Linked DNA regions of Mus musculus: all the other regions are linked to region 3. The links are chromatin contacts, called in public Hi-C and promoter capture Hi-C maps. All regions are on one chromosome and are shown on one strand. The core of a region is the stretch at or near the end of the contact, and the rest is flanking DNA. Distances in the headings are between cores, read along the strand shown. Region 1 holds the start of Uchl4 (ubiquitin carboxyl-terminal esterase L4). Region 2 holds the start of Aph1b (aph1 homolog B, gamma secretase subunit). Region 3 holds the start of Mtfmt (mitochondrial methionyl-tRNA formyltransferase).

Evidence for each region. Promoter capture Hi-C pulls out the DNA fragments that hold promoters and counts their contacts. A called contact is a pair of places that touch in the nucleus more often than the background predicts.
Region 1: a contact with region 3 is called in a promoter capture Hi-C map of cranial neural crest. The contact joins the promoter of Uchl4 here to the promoter of Mtfmt in region 3.
Region 2: a Hi-C map of B cells shows a contact between it and region 3, with 7 read pairs. The contact joins the promoter of Aph1b here to the promoter of Mtfmt in region 3. A contact is called at or near these places in 1 of 484 Hi-C or Micro-C datasets (B cells) and 1 of 115 datasets of contacts at active chromatin or transcription factors (astrocytes).

The regions. Positions count from the first base shown.
Region 1 is chr9:64,233,327-64,236,744 of GRCm38.p6, forward strand. It overlaps Uchl4 (ubiquitin carboxyl-terminal esterase L4), which reads left to right and starts at 1,875. Exons shown (of 1, transcript NM_033607.1): 1 at 1,875-3,036. The coding sequence starts at 1,913. The coding sequence ends at 2,614. The region is part of intron 1 of Map2k1 (mitogen-activated protein kinase kinase 1); the gene reads right to left.
Region 2 is chr9:66,793,467-66,797,141 of GRCm38.p6, forward strand. Aph1b (aph1 homolog B, gamma secretase subunit) reads right to left here and starts at 1,957. Exons shown (of 6, transcript NM_177583.4): 1 at 1,787-1,957; 2 at 604-774. The coding sequence starts at 1,899.
Region 3 is chr9:65,434,327-65,437,598 of GRCm38.p6, forward strand. Mtfmt (mitochondrial methionyl-tRNA formyltransferase) reads left to right here and starts at 1,456. Exons shown (of 9, transcript NM_027134.3): 1 at 1,456-1,681; 2 at 2,662-2,871. The coding sequence starts at 1,488.

The DNA of each region.
Region 1 (3,418 bases), core at 625-3,124, 1.2 Mb before region 3:
AAGAGTACCAACTGCTCTTCTGAAGTCCTGAGTTCAATTCCCAGCAACCACATGGTGGCTCACAACCATCTGTAACAAGATCTGATGCCCTCTTCTGGAGAGTCTGAAGACAGCTACAGTGTACTTATGTATAATAAATAAATAAATCTTTAAAAAGGAAGGAAGGGAGAGAGGGAGGGAGGGAGGAAGGGAGGGAGAGAGAGAGAGAGAGAGAGAGAGAGAGAGAAAGTCTATCTTGCAAACCAGTACCTGGTATACAAGATACATATCTAATATCAGTTCAATGAACATTAAGTATCTTAATCTTTAACAAACGAATTAGAACCACACTGTAATCTGGGGCGAGGTGTGATGATACATGCCTATAATCAATCCCAGCACTATGCTGGGATCCACTGTCATTTTGGTCATAATCTAATTCTATCTGGCCTACACAAATGCCATGTATGTGGACAGCAAATAACAGGCAGCTGCGAGCATTTGAGGCACACAAACCTCTGTCATCTGAACTGTTTGGAAGACAGATGGTTAGCAGCTGCAAGTTCAATTACAAAGTGCCTGGAAGGAAGGCAAAGAAGGAAGCAAAGGGATCCAAGGGCCGCTTCATATATTAAGCGTGGAATTCCTTTCCAACAAACATCTTTTATTTCCTTGGGGGAAGCCAACTCGGATATACCCTTTGAACTTGAGAGAAAAGCTTCAGAAGAAAGAATCTAGCAACAGAGAGACGGAGTGAAGCTGGAGGCACAGAAAAAAAAAAATCACTACTTCTAAATTCTACGGTTTGTGTTTTAAGGAAAGACAGAGGGCACGGGAGACTCCACTGTGCAGCCAGGCTAAGAGCCTGGATCAACTGTGTTCTTTGGTTGAATGAGTTGCCTCTTTTCTCATCCTTCATTTTGTCCTTTGCAAAGCAAAAGGGCAAGAATTAACTAAAGGACAAGATGGTTGACTTCTAGACCAGTACTCACAGACATTATACAATGACAGAAATAGTCTACATGTATGCTGCCCAAAACAGTTGCCACAGTGGCCAATAAGGCTTTTAAAGGTAACTAGTATGGCTGAGAAACTGGTATTTAAACTGTACTGAATTTTAGTTAATTTAGATATAAATAGCTATATGTGGGTAATGTCTAGTTTAGAAAAGTACAACACTACAAAATCCTCCTGCATTTTACACAGTGGGGTGGGGAATGATGTTAGCCGAGGCCTGACCTAGGCTCTAACCTAGATCCACAGCTTACCAGTTATACAACCCTATGAAACTACTAAGCTTCCCTGAGCTTCACATCGCCAACTGGTACAATGGACTCTGGTAACCGTTCTTGTAGAATATCCGTGACTACAGAGACCAGAAAGCCCTCAGTGAATGCCAGCTGTTTCTCCAGTTCCTCTTTAGTCTTTGGACTCCATCCTACTAGTCTTCTTGCACACATCCATTTTTATTACCTTGAAGACTAAAGCAAGCCTTAGTCCCCATGGGCAGCCCTGTCTATCAGGAAAGCAACTTGCCCAGGAGTTGTCTCAGGTCCCCAGCAGTGGGCAAGCCTCTGGTGATGGAAGGGTCGGTGCCTCCGGAACCACTGATTTCCGCTCACCCTCCATCCCCTCTGCCTCACATGATCACCAGCAATTTACACTCCTCCTGTGACTGGAGAGCAAGCTGAAACATAACTCACCAAAACACCTGTCACTTGTTTCTGGTACTTTTCCAACTCTTTCCCCTTATCTTTCCCTGCTAAAGATGGTAAGGCTTTTTAATATGAAAATGGCTTAGATTTTTTTTTTTAATTACCACACTCAGAAATAGGGATGCAACAAATTCCATTTATGGTTAACCCAGGAGTTATTTAGTTACCAATATTAAACAAGGCAAGGTCAGAGCTGGAGAGAGGCCGACGGAGCAGTCATGGAGGGTCAACGCTGGCTGCCACTGGAGGCCAACCCTGAGGTCACCAACCAGTTTCTCAAGCAATTAGGCCTGCATCCTAACTGGCAGTTTGTTGATGTGTACGGGATGGAGTCTGAACTTCTTAGCATCATACCAAGACCAGTGTGCGCAGTGTTACTCCTCTTCCCTATCACAGAAAAGTATGAAGTCTTCAGAACAGAAGAGGAAGAAAAGATAAAATCTCAAGGACAAGATGTGACATCATCAGTATATTTTATGAAACAAACCATCAGCAATGCCTGTGGAACGATTGGAACGATTGGACTAATCCATGCCATTGCAAACAACAAAGACAAGGTGCACTTTGAATCAGGGTCAACATTGAAAAAGTTCCTGGAGGAGTCTGTATCAATGAGCCCTGAAGAGAGAGCCAAATACCTGGAGAACTATGACGCTATTCGAGTTACTCATGAAACCAGTGCACATGAAGGTCAGACTGAGGCACCAAGTATAGATGAAAAAGTAGATCTTCATTTTATTGCGTTAGTACATGTAGATGGGCATCTCTATGAATTAGATGGATGGAAACCATTTCCAATTAACCATGGGAAAACTAGCGATGAGACGTTGTTAGAGGATGTCATAAAAGTTTGCAAGAAGTTCATGGAACGTGACCCTGATGAGTTAAGATTTAATGCAATTGCTCTCTCGGCAGCATAGCATCTTGACAGAAACACCAAATACTGTATTATTTGCAACAAAAGTTAAATTTCTGATGCCATAACTAACTCAAAATTTTTAATATTTTCATTAACTTGACTAATTAAACTTTATGTGGAAACAAACAAACAAACAAACAAGGCAAAAGAAACTGTTGTAGAAGGAATGTTCTAGTACAAGAATAGCCCAGCAGTGGTGGTGTATACCTTTAATCCCAGTACTCAGGAGACAGAGGCAGGTGGCTCTCCAAGTTCTAGACTAGCCTGGTCTACAAAGCAAGTTCCAGGACAGCCAGCGCTGCATAGAGAAATCCTATCTCGAAAAACAAAAAATAAACAACAACAACAAACAAACAAAAAAGAATAATAATCTGCCAAAGTCTCTATGTTAATATACTATGATACGAAGCCCGGTCTTTCCTGAAACGTAGGCCTCGCCGTCCTTGGGGAAAGCAGCTTTCCTTGCCTTCAATGACTACATTTTTTAGTTTTACTTTTGTTACATTTATGTGTCTGTGGGTACACATGTGCCACTGAGCAAGAGTCAGGTCTCACCTTCCACCATGTGGCTCCCAGGGGCATCAGCAGGCAGGTGGCTTGAATTGCTAAGGCATCTTGGCAGCCCTCAGTGACCATGGTTTATCAGTAGACACAAATGAGTGATATACAGCACATTTTTGCAATCCTAGTTGTCTTAGTCGGGGTTTCTATTCCTGCACAAACATCATGACCAAGAAACAAGTTGGTGAGGAAAGGGTTTATTCGGCTTACACTTCCATACTGCTGTTCATCACCAAGGAAGCCA
Region 2 (3,675 bases), core at 707-3,206, 1.4 Mb after region 3:
AGGTAAATAAATAAATGCATAAATAAAGCATAGCATAAGAAATCAATTTAAATACTTACATCCTAACCCCAAAAAGAGAGCTCATGGCTTGGTTTTTTGTTAAATGTATCTTTCATTTGCAGACTTGAAACTATAGAAAATATTTTTAAGTGAGCCTTTGTTTCCCACTAACAGTTAAAATAATGGAAGGCATAATTTCCATAAGAATAATTTATTTGAGGTGGTAGGAGGGAAGCATGAAGTTCAAGTGGAAAGGCTCTTTATTGTTTCAGTAATTATTTCCCTGGGTTATTTTTCTTCAATAGTGGATTTCTTTTTGTTCATTCATATCTTGCCTGTTTCCTCTCATTATAAATTCTACCAGGCCAGAGCTTCTGTCTCTTAACCCACCTTTGTACCTCAGCTTCTACAAAGTGTCTGGCATTGGGAAATTTTTGAAGAAACACTTTTGGGAAGAATGAAGAGAGAAAGATAAGGAGGAGCAGGAGGGCAGGCAAACCGGATTGTAAATTTAAATATTCAATATTTTCAGGCTAAAATTGTAGCAATCACTAAATCGTAATTCAAGTCTAACTGGGAAAATAAAACAAACACTTAACTTACTTTAACAGCTTATAATATGCGAGCCTGAACAGCTCTTGGATACAGACAGAGAGCAACACTCCGAAGATGAGCAGGTAATTCTGTACTGGTCCATCTCTGTTGTCAGTAATGACTCTCACTAGGAACCAAAAAACGGATGACAGCAGGAGAGACACCAACCAGAAGAAAGCACTGGAACGTAGAAGGAAAAAAAAAATCACAAGTTAACAGAAGCACAGGCTTAATAATGACTTTAAATCAAACCTGCTTGAGCTACAAATCATTTTTAGTAAACAATCCTCACAAAGTGATGTTTTAGATCAGAATTTTTTTTTTCTCCTAGTGAGACAAATAGTCCAAGAGGAACGTCAGATGTGCTTAACAAGAACGATTCAGTGACCCTGTCGCGTGCACGCTAGGGCACTATCTGTCAAGGACTAAGAGGCACTTGGTTGCTGACTATTTTTCCTAAGAGATGCTTTGTGTGCTATAGAAATATACAACCAGTGACAGTTGCAAATTTCATATCCTCAAAATTCACCAGAAAATATAAGTTTAATGGTTAGATATTGTCAAGTGTCTTTTTCTAAAAGAAAATGAATACCTAACGCCTGCATTAATATAATGGAAAGTTCAGAAGCTGCAAACTTCGGGCAGGTGCAGCGAGACCAAGACCACGTTCACCAGCAGAGTTCCGGTATTTACCAAGCTCCCAGGAGGACATGCCGCCTGGTCAGTTGTTACTGTGTTTTCTCGAACTTTCCTCCTTGACTGCACCCAAACCATTACCCAGGAGTCTACAAAGAAAATCTGAGCCTGAATAGTCTGCACAGACATTCTGAGTCCGAGGATTGATGTGAGGGTGGGGGGCAGGGAATAAACATCTGATCTCCAGGTGACTTTAATGGCAGAGAGTAGTGATAACGACTCTTCGATGCTGCTCAGCACTGAGGGAAATGAGAGATTCCTACAGAAAGACAAAGGCTTCATGCAGGAATCTATCTGCTTGTTCCCACACTCAGCCAACAGAAGCCAAGGGGCGCCTGCTTAGCCTACGGGCCTGCTCTTCTCAGACCCTCCCAGGAACAGTTCCAGCCCTGGACCGCACCACAAGCTGGAGCCCCTGGGAGATGGGGATCCCGGGGTCGTGGGAACCCAGGAGAGGGAGGGAACCCGCGGCGTCCGGGACACAGCGCAGCCTCACCCGGCGATGAGGAAGATGACTCGCAAAGGGTCGGTGGCGATGGTGAAGACATAAAGAGCGAGCGCGGGCCCGAAGGCGATGAAGGCGCAACCAAAGAACACCGCAGCCGTCATGACGACCTCGGGAGCCAGTCGCGGGGGCCCGAGGGCCCTGCAGTGCCCAATGGACAGCGGGTCCTGGATACGGGGCGGGGCTGGGTGGCGAGGCTCCGGTGCTCCGTCAGAGCAGTGGACGAGGCGGAGCCCGTGAGGCGGGGTCTGGAGATGCCGAGGGCGGGACGGGGCTCGAGAGGCGGAGCCTTCGGTGCCCTAGTCAAAGAGGCAACAGGAGGGAGCTTCGGGAGGCCAGGCCTGGAAGAGTTCCATAGCCTATCAGAGTGGACGGCAGAGCGAGGGTTGGCATGCAGGACCTCGAGGTCCTCTAGTCACACGGGACAAGGCAGGGTTCGGGAGTTGGGGCCTGAGCTGCTCCTTGGCCTGTAAAAGCGGGTTGCTGGGCGGAGCTCGGCAGGGGACTCGAGGTGCTCCGAGGGCAGAGGAGGGGCGTGGCTTCGGAGCACAGATCCTGTCAGAACAGGGAACGGAGGTCGGAAGGCGGAGAGCCTGGAGGAGTCCCACGCCCAGTCAAACCGGAGCCAGGTCGGAGCCTGGGAGGCGGGGCTTTGAGTCGCTCCCAGACCTGTCAGCGCCTGCAGAGCGAGCTCAGAGCGCCGCCCTACTCCAGCCAGAGCAAGCTCAGAGTGCCGCCCTACTCCAGCCAAAGCGAGCCGAAGTTCTGGAGACCTGGTAATGTAGTGGGCGGGGCTCCGAGGTGTTATAAGTGTAGTCAGAGTCAGCCGCTCCAGACATTAGGCCTAGGGTTTGTCCCTGCTCAGTTACTGATGGAGTTTTGTTCATCACCTTGAGCCCCACTGTTCCTAGGCTTAGCTTTTATACCTGGATTACATGCTGATGGAGAAAGAATATAGAGGTGAAAGCTGTAATACTTGACATATATATTACAAAACCTGATGCATAGAGAAATGCCAGAATCCATGTAAAAAACACATAGAATTCTTCCCACCCAGAGAGCAGCCTTTCCCGGTCACATATCAGTAGGGCTATGAAGGGTTATGCCAGATGAAGAGGTTTCTGGTCATCACAAACCAGAGAAAATTCCAGAGCAACCAGCAGAATCTTCATCTTCCTAGTTCTTGTCTTCCCTCATCTCCAGAAGTTAGAAGTGGGTCAGTTGTTAGAAATAAACTGACTTGACTTCACTCTTTAATTAGGTTCACTCTAATAAGGTTCTTTTAGCCCGATGAGTGGAAAACTAATTATTGTTCTTTAAGAGACCTTGGTGAAATGTTTACGGTCCTAGGTGTTAGGGATAGTGTGTTTGATCTTGTGTCATTTATGAGTGGGTTTGCTTTTAAATGAAGCTTAGGTTGAACTGGATGAACCTAGTACATAGACGGGCAGAGTCCACATGCAGCATTGCTAGGACAACAACATTTTTCTATTCTCCTATGCCTTGTTCCTATCTACTTATTAACACCAAGTATGCTGAAGTTACTTTTATTAATATAATATTTTCAATAATTTGAACATATATACAATGTATTTTGGTCATATTTATCCTCTTTCCAGATTCACCTCCATCCCCTACCTGCTCCCAACTTCATGTGTTCTTTTTTTTCTCTTAAATTACACACTGAGTCTGAGTCTAATTTGTATTGCTCATGTACGTCTGGCTGTAGGGACATCCATTAGAGTGTGGTCTACCTCCCAGAAGCCATGCCCTCGAGGAAAGCTGACTCTCTCTGAAAAGCCAAGCTGTCAATCGCTTCCCAGTCAGTGTTTGCATCTTATGAACTTCTTCCTACTCTGCGCTAGAATATTGACGAGCTT
Region 3 (3,272 bases), core at 206-2,705:
CCAGACCCATACTTGAAGATTTTGCTTTTTAGTGGTGTGTTTGTCGCATGACTGCAGTGCCTGCAGGGGCCAGAAGAGGGCAGTGAGTCTCCTAGATCTGGCAATGTGTGTGCTAGAAAACAAACTCAGGTCCTCTGCAAGAACAGCGAGCATCTTAACCACTGAGCCGTCTCTCCAGCTCCAGTAGGTCACACCTTCAGTCGGTATTCAAAAGACAGCACCTTGAGTGTCAGAATCATGTTCCACTTCCCCTAAGTTAGGATTCTGGGACTGACTTGATCAGAGGAGGATACGGCTTGGCATCACATCTCATTTCCCTCATATGGTCAGATGCACCGGCTAGCAGCATCATAATCTTTGCCTCTCTTTTCTACTTAGCCCAAGGAATTTGCCGCTCTCTGGGCACACATTGGCCAACTTTCCACAACTATGGCAAACAAAGCCGCTCTCAGTTTTGAGGGGACACATGGAGAAAAAAATTATTGAATCTGTGAGGTAGGAGTTCAAGGCCTCAGGGAGGGTGTTGTCTTAGCACTGAAAAATGGATACCATTTAGTGAGGAAGAGAGGAAATGTGAGGTGGATGGAACGCTCAAGGGCACAGAAGCAGGGATCCTCAAAACTAAATGAAAGACTGCTCCAGGGCCTCTGGCTTTCAGGCCATGTGACAGGAATTAGATGAGAGAGGAACCTGATGCTGCTCTATAGCCAGAGCCAGCGTCACAAGCATGACCCATGTTAAGGACCCCAGTGTACCTTGGAAACACATATCTATCTGCACACCATGGTCTTCAGAGGTCTTCAGCAGATAGCCCTCACCCCTCCGTTTCCCTACAGTCTCCCTATGGCATCCCACATGGGAGGCCTGAGAATCTAAGAGTCTTGGATTCCTGAAGTGACTTCAGACAGGTGAGCAAACCTTAGTTTCATTGGGTGTGGAAATCCTGAGTTGCTTAGTAGTTAAGATTGCTGTTCAGGTCGAATGGTTAGGATCATGGCTTTGGAGCTGGAGGGACAGGACCCCTCGTTGCAGAGATGGCTCAGCAGTTAAGAGCACTGGCTTCCCTTCCATAGGACCCAGGTTCAATTCCCAGGCCCATGTGGCAGCTCAGAACTGTCTCGAGTTGTAGGGGATTCCACACTCTTACACAGACATGCATGCAGGCAAAGCACCAAAGCACGTAAAACAAAAATAAATTAAAAAAAAATTTGTAAAGTTTTAAAAAATAGTTTCTTTTAAAGGTTTGTTTTATTCATATGAGTGTCTTGCTTGTGTGTATATATCTGCAGTGTTCTTTGAAGAGCTTGGCTGAATAATACACATCAAAGTCCCCTCAAATTTCTTCCTTAGTGGTTCTTCAGTTGAGCCACGCCTCCAAAGCGGCAGGCCCCGCCTTGTCGTCTGCGCGTGCTTGGGCCTTTGAGCTCTTTGCTCCGCCCCCCACCATGGGCACGCATGCGCATGGTGGGCCGCTGCGGGCCGAGGTGATGCTCCTTCCGCGGTGCTGCTGGGGTCGGTGGCTGATGGGAAGGAGGCCACGCTGTTCCTGTCAAGCACCTGCCGGGTTCGACGGGAAGGACGGCCGAGGTTCCCGAGTCCGCGAGAAGCCGCCTTGGCGGGTGCTGTTCCTCGGCACCGACCACTTTGCCCGGGAAACGCTGCGGGCGCTGCACGCCGCCAGGTACCGGGGCAGGGTCCCACGCCGAGCCGCGGTGGCGACCCCAGGGCAGCGAGGTCCCGGGAAGGCGCCCTGTTGGGTCCCGGCCGGCAGAGCTCCTGTGGCTCCTGCAGCATCTGCCAGCAGACCCTCCATCTCCCCGAGCCTGGGAACCGGTACCTGGAGAGGCCCGGCCAGTACCCAGGGTCGTGGGCGGAGCCGGTTAGCTGAAAAGGGCTGTGACTCCAAAGTTCGTCCCTTCCTGGTGTTGGTGGCCTCCGTTTCCTTGCCCTTTTACACGCCTGTGTTTTCAAATGAATACATTTCTAAGTTAGAACAGTTTCATATACATATAATATTTATGCGATTTAACTAACCTTGTCTACTAGGAAGAAAGTTATTTGTAATTCACCCTTTCCTGAAAGGCTGCTGTGTCTACCGCCCCACTTCCCTGGAAGGATATTTGGTTATTTATCGGTCCCTGGTTTCCAGGCACTTATCTCGCCTCCATCCCTGCCTTCCTACAAACACTTTTCTTTTTAAATAAGATTTTTACTTTGAGATTTTATTTGTATGTGTGTGTGTCTATGAGCATGTACGTGTTGGTGCCTGTGGAGGCCTAAAGTGAGTGTCCCATTCCCTGGAGCTGGAGTGACAGGCCCTTGTGAGCTACACCCTGTGGATGCTGTAAGAAGAGAGCTGACTTCTGAAAGTTTTCCTCTCATTTCCACACACATGCTGTAGCATACGCCTGCACACACGCACACAGTAATAATAGCACATGCCCACACCATGCACACAATAATAATAATAAAAGACAATTTAATTTTTAAATTATTAAATTTAAACCCTGTGTGTTGGTTGCAAAAAATCTTAATTATTTTAGCTCTAAATGTACTATGGGTTTAATCATAAAAATAGCTTTGCTGTGCATGAAATAGTTTAGCTTTGGGCTGTTGCCCTGACACTGTCAAATTTTTTTTCCCCCAATCTTTCTGATTCAGAGACGGCAAAGAGGAAAAGTTAATTGAGAAACTGGAGGTTGTCACAGTGCCTTCGCTATCCCCCAAAGGACTACCTGTGAAGCAATATGCTATTCAGTCTCAGCTCCCGGTGTACGAGTGGCCCGACGTGGGATCTGGAGAATATGATGTTGGGGTAGTGGCTTCCTTTGGCCGGCTTTTGAGTGAGGCTCTTATTCTTAAATTTCCCTAGTAAGTTTTACTTATAAGGAAATACAGTGTGGCGATCATGTCTTTTTTATGAATGGGTCTAGCAACTAAAATGCCATAATTTAAACTGTTTGTTTGTTTTCTTTCTTTCTTTTCTTTCTCCATTCAGACAGGGTCTCATTATATGTAGCCTTGGCTGTCCTGTTGCAATTCACTATATAGAGCAGGCTAGCCTCAAACTCACAGAGAAATCTGCCTATATCTGTCTCCTAGGTGTGTAGATTAAAAGTGTATACCATCAGGCCCAGATTAAACTATGTTTTCTTCCCTGTCTTCTTTTAAAATAAGATTTATTTTTGGCACAAAGTATCGAACTCCTTGGCTTTCCTACGCCCTCATTTAAATATCATGCATTTGCTGACAACCCCTGCCCAACTCTCCCT